Linked DNA regions of Pan troglodytes: region 2 is linked to region 1. A link is a contact called in public Hi-C data. All regions are on one chromosome and are shown on one strand. The core of a region is the stretch at or near the end of the contact, and the rest is flanking DNA. Distances in the headings are between cores, read along the strand shown. Region 1 holds the start of GRK1 (G protein-coupled receptor kinase 1). Region 2 holds the start of CDC16 (cell division cycle 16).

Region 1 (4,308 bases), core at 1,083-3,582:
ACGGCCCCCAGTCCAACAGGAAGCTGCCCTCCTCAGACCCCGCGCCTCCGCAGCATCAGCACCACCTGCGAGCTTGTTACAGGTGCACAGTCTTGGCCCACCTGGCCACTGAAGCAGACTCTTTATTCCAGCAAGGTCTCCGGGGGATTCATGTGTGTAGCTGTTTGAGGCATGAACCAGGACAGGCAGCGAGATGTCAGCAGAGACGGCTACACTTCACAAAGCACCACAGTTGCCCCATTGGGTGAGCAGGCAGGAAGGAGTTAACGTGATCCGCCCAAGGTCACTGCTGTGAAGGGCAGGGCTGGGCCCGTGCAGGGCTCCTGGCGAACGATGGGATATCACTCACCTCAAATATTTACTCGTGATCCACCTGCCAAAGCCCTCAGGAGACCGTGGGGATGTCGGCTCAGTCTGCAGACCCTCGCTTCAGCCTCCTTGGTTGCTACACAGGACCCTGCCAGGTGCAGCCCCCAGTGCCCTCCCACAGTTGCCTCTTCTCCCGCGTGGAATGGGGTGGGCTGACAGTCTCCACCTCTCTATGCTCCGGCATTCTTCCTTTCTGTGACCCTTTGCTTCCTCCCTGTGTGAGCTGGAACCAATCCCCTGCTGAATTCCTCCTCATTCTTCTCCAAACCTTTATTGAGTACCTACTGTGTGCTGGAATAAGACAGGCAGGGCCATGCCCTCATGAAGCTGACAATCCTATTGGTGTGACCATCCCCAGGTGTGTCCCAGGTGTGTTGCACGTGTGTCCGAGGTGTGCCCCAGCTGTCCCAGGTGTGCCCCAGCTGTCTCAGGTGTGTCACAGCTGCATTGCAGGTGTGCCCCAGTTGCATTCCATGTGTGCTCCAAGTGTGCACCAGCTGTCCCAGGTGTGTCTCAGGTGTGCCCCAGTTGTATCCCAGGTGTGCCTCAGCTGTCTTAGGTGTGCCCCAGGTGTGTGTCCTAGGTGTGCCTCAGCTGTCTCCAGTGTGTCCCAGCTGTGCCCCAGGTGTGTGTCCTAGGTGTGCCTCAGCTGTCTCAGATGTGCCCCAGCTGTCCCAGGTGTGTCCTACGTGTGCACCAGCTGTATCCCAGGTGTGCCCCAGGTGTGTCTCAGATGGGTCCCAAGTGTTCCCCAACTGCATTTCAGGTGTCTCAGGTGTGCCCAAGCTGTCCCAGGTGTGTCCAAGATGTGCCCCAGGTGTGTCTCAGGTGGGTCTCAAGTGCCCCAGCTGCATTTCAGGTGTCTCAGGTGTGCCCCCCAGTGCATCCCAGGTGTGTCCCAGGTGTGCCCCAGGTGCAGCCCAGGTGTGTCCTAGGTGTGCCCCAGCTGTCTCAGGTGTCTCAGGTGTGCCCCAGGCATATCCCAGGTGTGCCTCAGGTCTTCCAGGTGTCCTACATGTGCACCAGCTGTATCTCAGGTGTGTCTCAGCTGTGCCCCAGCTGTGCCCCCGGTGTGTCTCAGGTGGGTCCCAAGTGTCCCCCAGCTGCATTTCAAGTGTCTCAGGTGTGCCCCAGGTGTGCCCCCGCTGTCCCAGGTGTGTCCAAGATGTACCCCAGGTGTGTCCCAGCTGTCCCAAGTGTGTCTCAGGTGTGCCCCAGGTGTGTTCCAGGTGTTCCCCAGCTGTCCCAGCTGTCCCAGGTCTCAGGTGTGCCCCAGGTGTGTTGCAGGTGTTCCCCAGCTGTCCCAGCTATCCCACGTGTGTCCCAGGTGTCCCCCAGGTGTGTCCCAGGTGTCCCCAGGTGTGTCCCAGGTGTCCCCCAGGTGTGTCCCAGGTGTGTCCCAGATGTGCCCCAGGTGTACCCCAGGTGTTTCTCAGGTGGATTCCAGGTGTGTCCCAGGTGTGCCCCAGCTGTATTCCATATGGGTCCCTCTGAGTGGGGCCTTGGTTTGATGTAGCTCCGGGGATCTTCTGCTCCCTGGTCCTGGTGTCACCAGCAACTGCCTCTTGATAATCCTGCCTTGCCTGCAAACCCCAGGTGAGAAGAAGACAAATGACTGGGAACTGACCCCTCAGTAAGCGCTGGTGGTCTCACCTACAGACCCCCACGAAGCTGGTCACTGTGGGCTTTTTTTCCTCTCTAAATTCCTATTATCAGGTGGTTTTCTTCTCATTTGCTATTTTCTTAAAAATAAAAATAGGGAAAAACAGCCTTTGTAAATTACGGTTTCTTCTGGCACCATCCTCTCCGTCAGGCCCACATCCCAAGGAAACAGCAGGCTTGAGCCTGGCTGCTGAAGCCAGGGGCTGGATGGAGCAGCTCAGAACAGAGCTTTGAGTGCCTCTCCAGCCAGGGGCCCCAGAAGCCTGGTGGTTGTTTGTCCTTCTCAGGGGAAAAGTGAGGCGGCCCCTTAGAGGAAGGGGCCGGGCAGAATGATCTAATCGGATTCCAAGCAGCTCAGGGGATTGTCTTTTTCTAGCACCTTCTTGCCACTCCTAAGCGTCCTCCGTGACCCCGACTGGGATTTAGCCTGGTGCTGTGTCAGCCTCGGGCTCCCAGGGGCTTCCCAGTGGTCCCCAGGAACCCTCGACAGGGCCAGGGCGTCTCTCTCGTCCAGCAAGGGCAGGGACGGGCCACAGGCCAAGGGCAGCGGTCAGGCCTGCTCTGTCTGTGAGTGCCGCCGGCTTGGCCTCAGCCGATGGGCCCTCACGCCTGAAGCGGGCAGGAAGCTCCGGGATGGATTTCGGGTCTTTGGAGACCGTGGTGGCCAACTCTGCCTTCATTGCCGCCCGAGGCAGCTTTGACGGCAGCAGCTCCCAACCCTCCCGGGACAAGAAGTACCTGGCCAAGCTCAAGCTGCCCCCGCTGTCCAAGTGTGAGTCCCTCCGCGACAGCCTCAGCCTGGAGTTTGAGAGTGTGTGCTTGGAGCAGCCCATCGGCAAGAAGCTCTTTCAGCAGTTCCTGCAATCGGCAGGGAAGCACCTGCCGGCCCTGGAGCTCTGGAAAGACATCGAGGACTATGACACGGCAGACAATGACCTCCAGCCACAGAAGGCCCAGACCATCCTGGCCCAGTACCTGGACCCCCAGGCCAAACTCTTCTGCAGCTTCCTGGATGAGGGGACGGTGGCGAAGTTTAAGGAGGGGCCTGTGGAGATCCAGGACGGGCTCTTCCAGCCCCTGCTGCAGGCCACCCTGGCACACCTGGGCCAAGCCCCCTTCCAGGAGTACCTGGGCAGCCTGTACTTCCTGAGGTTCCTGCAGTGGAAGTGGCTGGAAGCCCAGCCCATGGGGGAGGACTGGTTCCTGGACTTCAGGGTCCTGGGGAAAGGGGGCTTTGGGGAGGTGTCGGCCTGCCAGATGAAGGCGACCGGCAAGCTGTATGCCTGCAAGAAGCTGAACAAGAAGCGGCTGAAGAAGAGGAAGGGCTACCAGGTGAGCAGCGCGACCCGGCCAGCAGGGATGGGGTGGCAGCGTGCAGGGATGGGGCGGCAGGGTGCAGAGGGCCCCCAGGTCACTGTCGGCTCCGGGGCCCTTAACAGTTGGTGCCTAAGGGAGCATGCATGCCAGCCTCGCCACGTGGGCGCCCCGCGGCCGTGCGGTTACGAGCAGTTCCAGTCCGTGTGCAGAAGTCCCTCCTCGGAAAGTGACCTCCACATTTTTGGGTGGGGACGTGCCACGTTCACTCGTCGGTTTTTCACCAACCACAGACTAGCCTCAAGTGTGGGGGAAAGAGGACCTCTCAGGGGAGGCTGAAGAGGGGCAGGGTCTCCGGATTCTTTGCCATGACTGTGGAAGACTTTCCAGGGCCCTGGCTCCTCTGATCGCAGCGAATGCAGGAGGAACTGAGGCAGGACAGAGGCAGCCTCGCTCTGATGACAGTTTCTGTGAGGCGGAGCCTGGCGTGACGCCGGGGGCAGGAACTGTTCCCCTGAGTGCGCTGTCCTCGGGGGTGGGAGTGAGCGACGGGCACGCAGGCCGCTCTAAGTTTCATCCGCTCTGCCCACTGGCGTCAGACTGTGCATCTGGGGCAGGATCAGCAGAAGCTGCTTACAGGTCTTAAGGGTGAGAGGCAGCGGCTGCGCCGGGTGTGGACGTGATCTCCTGAGCCAGCCCCCTGCACTTTGACTCCACGTGGCTCCTGGCCCCTCTCCCACCACGCAGCTGTGTTGAGTGCACAGGAAGCTCTTAGGGTTAAGCAGCAGCCACTGTGCACCCTGGCTCTGCGGAACCTCAACCCTCAGTGAAGGTGAAATACCAGGTGCTCACGGCGCTGGGCGGAGGCCCTGGAACATCTGCGTGTTCTCGCCGTGGAACTCGGGGCGAGTAACTATGCTGTGTGGTTGTAGCAGTAATTTTTAAAAATTAGCTTCCTTGACA
Region 2 (4,308 bases), core at 1,091-3,590, 550 kb after region 1:
GGCAATATTAATGACAAATTTACCTTCCAGGTACAAAACAAGGACAAGATGAGATCAGTCACTCTTCTGCCTACCCTGATATGGGCTACATAACTCTTTCCTCTACTCCCTCTTGTCAGATGTTTGCCTCATCTTATGTAAATTGTTGGTTTACTGAGCACTAATCAGAGCATCACTGCGGACCCCTCCCTTTTTTTCCTCCTGCTTGCCGTCTCCTCCTAAACACCCAGTCCCCATAACCCTATTTGGATGGCACAGTTGATGCTTCTGTGGCTTGCGTTTTTCCCGGGCCCATCATCAGACTTCTACTGATGGAGACATTTGCCTCAGTCACTCATTTTTGGTTAACTAGGAATCTCATTAAATGGATAGAAGTCGTTGAAAATATGGCTTAAAACACACCTCACCACATGCCTGCCCCAAGTTAATGAGCAGAGTTGATTACTGCCTGCCTGCAGAAGTGGGAAAGGAGGAGGAAAAGGAAACATACAGGGGGACGAATTTTTAAACACAACTTCAAAATATTACCCAGTCACATATGTATACACACACATAGAAAATTACACGGCAGATTACTTACAGTAGCGTGAGACAATTTTTGAGTGGGTGGGATTCTTTACAGCAAGTTTTTTTTTTTTTTTTTTGCTTCTTTGAATTTTTTTTACTCTTTTAGGTTTTTATATTTATAAAAGTTATATTTACTTTTTAAAACTGTCAACCTTAATAATGAGATTCAGAAATATGATTACATATAGTGTGTATTTGAGCACAGAGCCCGAGAATGGCCACCTGGACAAATGGGGTCAGCCTTTCCAAGTGGAGCTCAGGTTTCTCTTACCAGGCGGAGACAGAAGCTCCAGCAGGATCACCACAGTTTTTACACGAGGCCAGGGGCACGCGCCGCAGCGGTTCCATTGGTTAGGGATCTCTGTATTTGAAGGAAGATTGCGTTATAACTCCATGAGGAGGGGTAGTGATCTGAGGGGGTCTTATCTCCGGTGCCATTTGGTCTTTATTATTTACAGGGAAAAAGGCAGAAGTTACAGCTGCGTGTGGCATGACCTAGGCCACGTAGCCACATTCCCCTCAAGGCTCAGGTAATTCAAAGTTCCAACAGCTTTAAGTTTAAATTATTTTAAGTTTGAATGATTTAATTTCACAAAAGGTAATATATGCACATTGACTGAAATTCAAAAGCACAAAAAGATATCCAAGGAAGTACCTCTCCCACTTCTACCATCTCTCATCTTCCAGCACTCCTTCCAGAGGCCTTGCGCTTGCCGGTTTTCTCATTTTTCCTTCCTGGGACAGTTTAGGGATTTTTCTACCTATCATTAAATTCGTATTTTACTCAAATGCAGGCATACGATAAACACGATCCTATACTTGCTTTTTCCCACATACTATATCCTGAAGATCGTTCAATGTCCATGCAAAGCTGACTGTTCTTTTGAACAGCCAGCGAGTATTCCATTACGTGAGCGTATCATGATCTATTTACTCAGTTCCATACTTCATGGGTGTTTAAATTGTCTGCAATCTTTTGCTGTTACAAACGAAACCACAGGTCATTTTGCACACATGCAAAAATGCAAATCCATGGTATATTTCCCAAAATAAAAATCGTTAGGTTTAACAGCACGAACACCTTTAAATTTGGAAGATATTCCAACTCGTTCATCCTAGAGAGTATACCAATACCACTCACAAAACTTGAGGGTGCCTGCTTCCCGACATTCCTGCTAGCAGTGTCATCAACCTTTGTGATCTTTGTTAACATATGAAAAGTGGTACTCTAATTTTAATTTTTATTATGAATTAAGTTGGGCTTTCTTTCGTATGTTAAAGTCTATTTGCATTTCTTTCCCCGTGAACTGTTTTTTGCCTGTCTTTCTCCTGAGCCATTGGTCTCTTCCCACTGACTTATTACATATATGTAAAGGGAATATTGGCTCTACATTATAAGGAAATTCGCATTTTGTGATAGGTTTCAAATTTTTCCCGAGGGTGTCTTTGACTTCATTTGCTGTTTGTGCACACAATTTTTTTTTTTTTTTTGTAATGAGAGTGCGTTGCTCTTATTTTTAAAATGTTGACTACATTCTGGGGAAAGAAGGCTCAGCAGCCACCTGCTTTTTTGCCCGGGTGGGTGGTCCGGCCCCGAGCCCTCCTGACTCTCTCGCCAATGCCCAGAGGCGCCGCAGCGATTCCAGGGAGGCCGCGCTCTCGCCCCAAGGCAACCAGAAGCCCACGTGCCAGGAGAGGCATCGGAACCAACAACTCGGGTCCGTTTTCCCGCGCCACATGGGACTCGTTTGCTGTGGACTTCCGGGGCGGGGCCTGCCTGGAGCGGAAGAGCCTGGGCAGTGCACGGTGACTGGGTGGGGGGTGCGGGTGTGGGTGGGGGCCTGCGGCCTTCGAGTCCGCGGCCTTCGAGTCCTGGGGCGGCGGCGGCGGGCGCAGGCACGGGCACGGGCACGGGGCGGGGCGCTTAGCGTGCAGGAGGCGCGCGCCTGGCGGCGGAGTGCGGCGTGAGGCCGGGCCCGCGCCGCCATGAACCTAGAGCGGCTGCGGAAGCGCGTCCGGCAGTACCTCGACCAGGTGGGCGGCCCCGACTCGGGGTGCGGGGCCCAGGCCTCGCCGGGTCTTTTTCCGCGCGGCGTGGGGCTGGGGTGACTGTTGTCGGGGCTCTTGGTGGGGAAGGACTGGGCCAGCCCTGGGCCTTCATCTGGGGCCAGCAGCGCTGTCTCCGCCTCGCCCAGAAGGGAGCGGTCCCTGCAGCTGGGAGGGGCACAGCCCGGGGAGTGGAGGCCCCCGAGCGCACGGGGCGCCTCAGTCGGGTCTGAGCCTCGTTCTGCACCTGGCGCGGAGGAGGTGCCCAGGAAACACTGACTACTCAGTGCAAGTTGAAGGACAATTTTTGGAGGAAAGTTGCAGGGCTAGCTAATAAAACATTTTTGAGAGGTTTAGTTGTAATTTTTATTGGGCTGAATTTAAGTGAATAAAGATGTGAAGAAGCCTGTTGTCTCAAATCAGTACTTTAAAAATTCTCGTTAACTATGTCTGTGTTCTCTGCACTACCTTTGAATAGCAGAGAGCGTTTAAGGCAAGAAGTGTCTTCGAGAATCAGCAGCATCAGTTTAATCTATATTGTTGTTTATTTTTTGTTGAAATGCTTGCTCTTTCAGGAAATTGGAAAGAAAGGGAAAGAAAAGCCATGGTAATACAGAGTTTTCGGAATTGGGTGCTAACTGACGTGGCCAAATGTTTGCGGTCCATTTGGAGGGCTGTGTTTTTATTTACCATGAGTCAGTTGAATTCAGTGTTTTCTGATCACTTTTTCTTCGGTACGGAGACGTAGTGAGGAATATGACAGGCCCGGTTTCCAGCCAGAGACACCGGTATTGAGCATATTTATAACTATCCCGTTGGCATTCCTCCTGCCTCGGGCTAGCAGCAGTGGTCCTGGCTTGTCTCCAGGGGAACTGAGGCAGAGACTGTAGAAGACTGAGGACTGAGGAGCAGAACAGGGTCTAAAGCTAGCCGTAGGTCACTGTGGGTGGCCCTCATTGTCGGCTCCTTCATTTTTGTTAGACTTGGAGGAGGTGAGTTCTTCCCCATGTTCAGTGAAGCTTAGTTAATTTATGTGTGTGTGTTTTTAAACTTGAGTGTTATTAAAACTGCCACTGTGTTATATAAGGTATTTGAGTATAGTGTTCTGTCTTCTAAATTTCACTTTGGGATTCATTAACAGCTCGTTGAAAGTGTTATATAAATCACACATGAATTGTTAATGACTAGCTTTTGCTGTTTCACTTGCATTTCACTTGTATGTTTCACGATACATTTTTACAGTGTATGAGTTTTAAAAAATTACCTTCATAAGTTGCATATACAAAGATATTACAGGAATATTTGTATTGCGACACTGAACTACGTGAGATGTAAGATAGAGATGTAACAAATTGTTGTCTTGAGATGTAGATTTATTACATAGAATTATATTAATATATTACATAGAATTATAATAATATTAGATAACTGTTTAAGACTATTAAAATAACAGGGCAGTTACCACCTTTTTTTTTTTTTTTTGGTATGCAGCAACAGTATCAAAGTGCTCTATTTTGGGCAGATAAAGTAGCTTCACTCTCTCGTGGTAAGTGACAAAATGCTAACTGGTTTTCTGATTAATCTTAAAATTCGTTTTCTATTTCACCTTGTACCTCTGACCACTTATGTGAATTTTTCCCTCCAGAAGAACCCCAAGACATCTATTGGTTGGCTCAATGTCTTTACCTGACAGCA

Evidence for each region. Hi-C and Micro-C count contacts between places; a contact is called where the count stands out from the background.
Region 2: a Hi-C map of stem cell-derived neural progenitor cells shows a contact between it and region 1, with 4 times the contacts expected there. The contact joins the promoter of CDC16 here to the promoter of GRK1 in region 1. A contact is called at or near these places in 1 of 7 Hi-C or Micro-C datasets (stem cell-derived neural progenitor cells) and 1 of 1 datasets of contacts at active chromatin or transcription factors (stem cell-derived excitatory neurons).

The regions. Positions count from the first base shown.
Region 1 is chr14:119,308,293-119,312,600 of NHGRI_mPanTro3-v2.0_pri, forward strand. It overlaps GRK1 (G protein-coupled receptor kinase 1), which reads left to right and starts at 2,333. Exons shown (of 7, transcript XM_016925623.4): 1 at 2,333-3,363. The coding sequence starts at 2,665.
Region 2 is chr14:119,855,325-119,859,632 of NHGRI_mPanTro3-v2.0_pri, forward strand. It overlaps CDC16 (cell division cycle 16), which reads left to right and starts at 2,341. Exons shown (of 19, transcript XM_009441183.5): 1 at 2,341-2,601; 2 at 4,105-4,159; 3 at 4,259-4,308. The coding sequence starts at 2,554.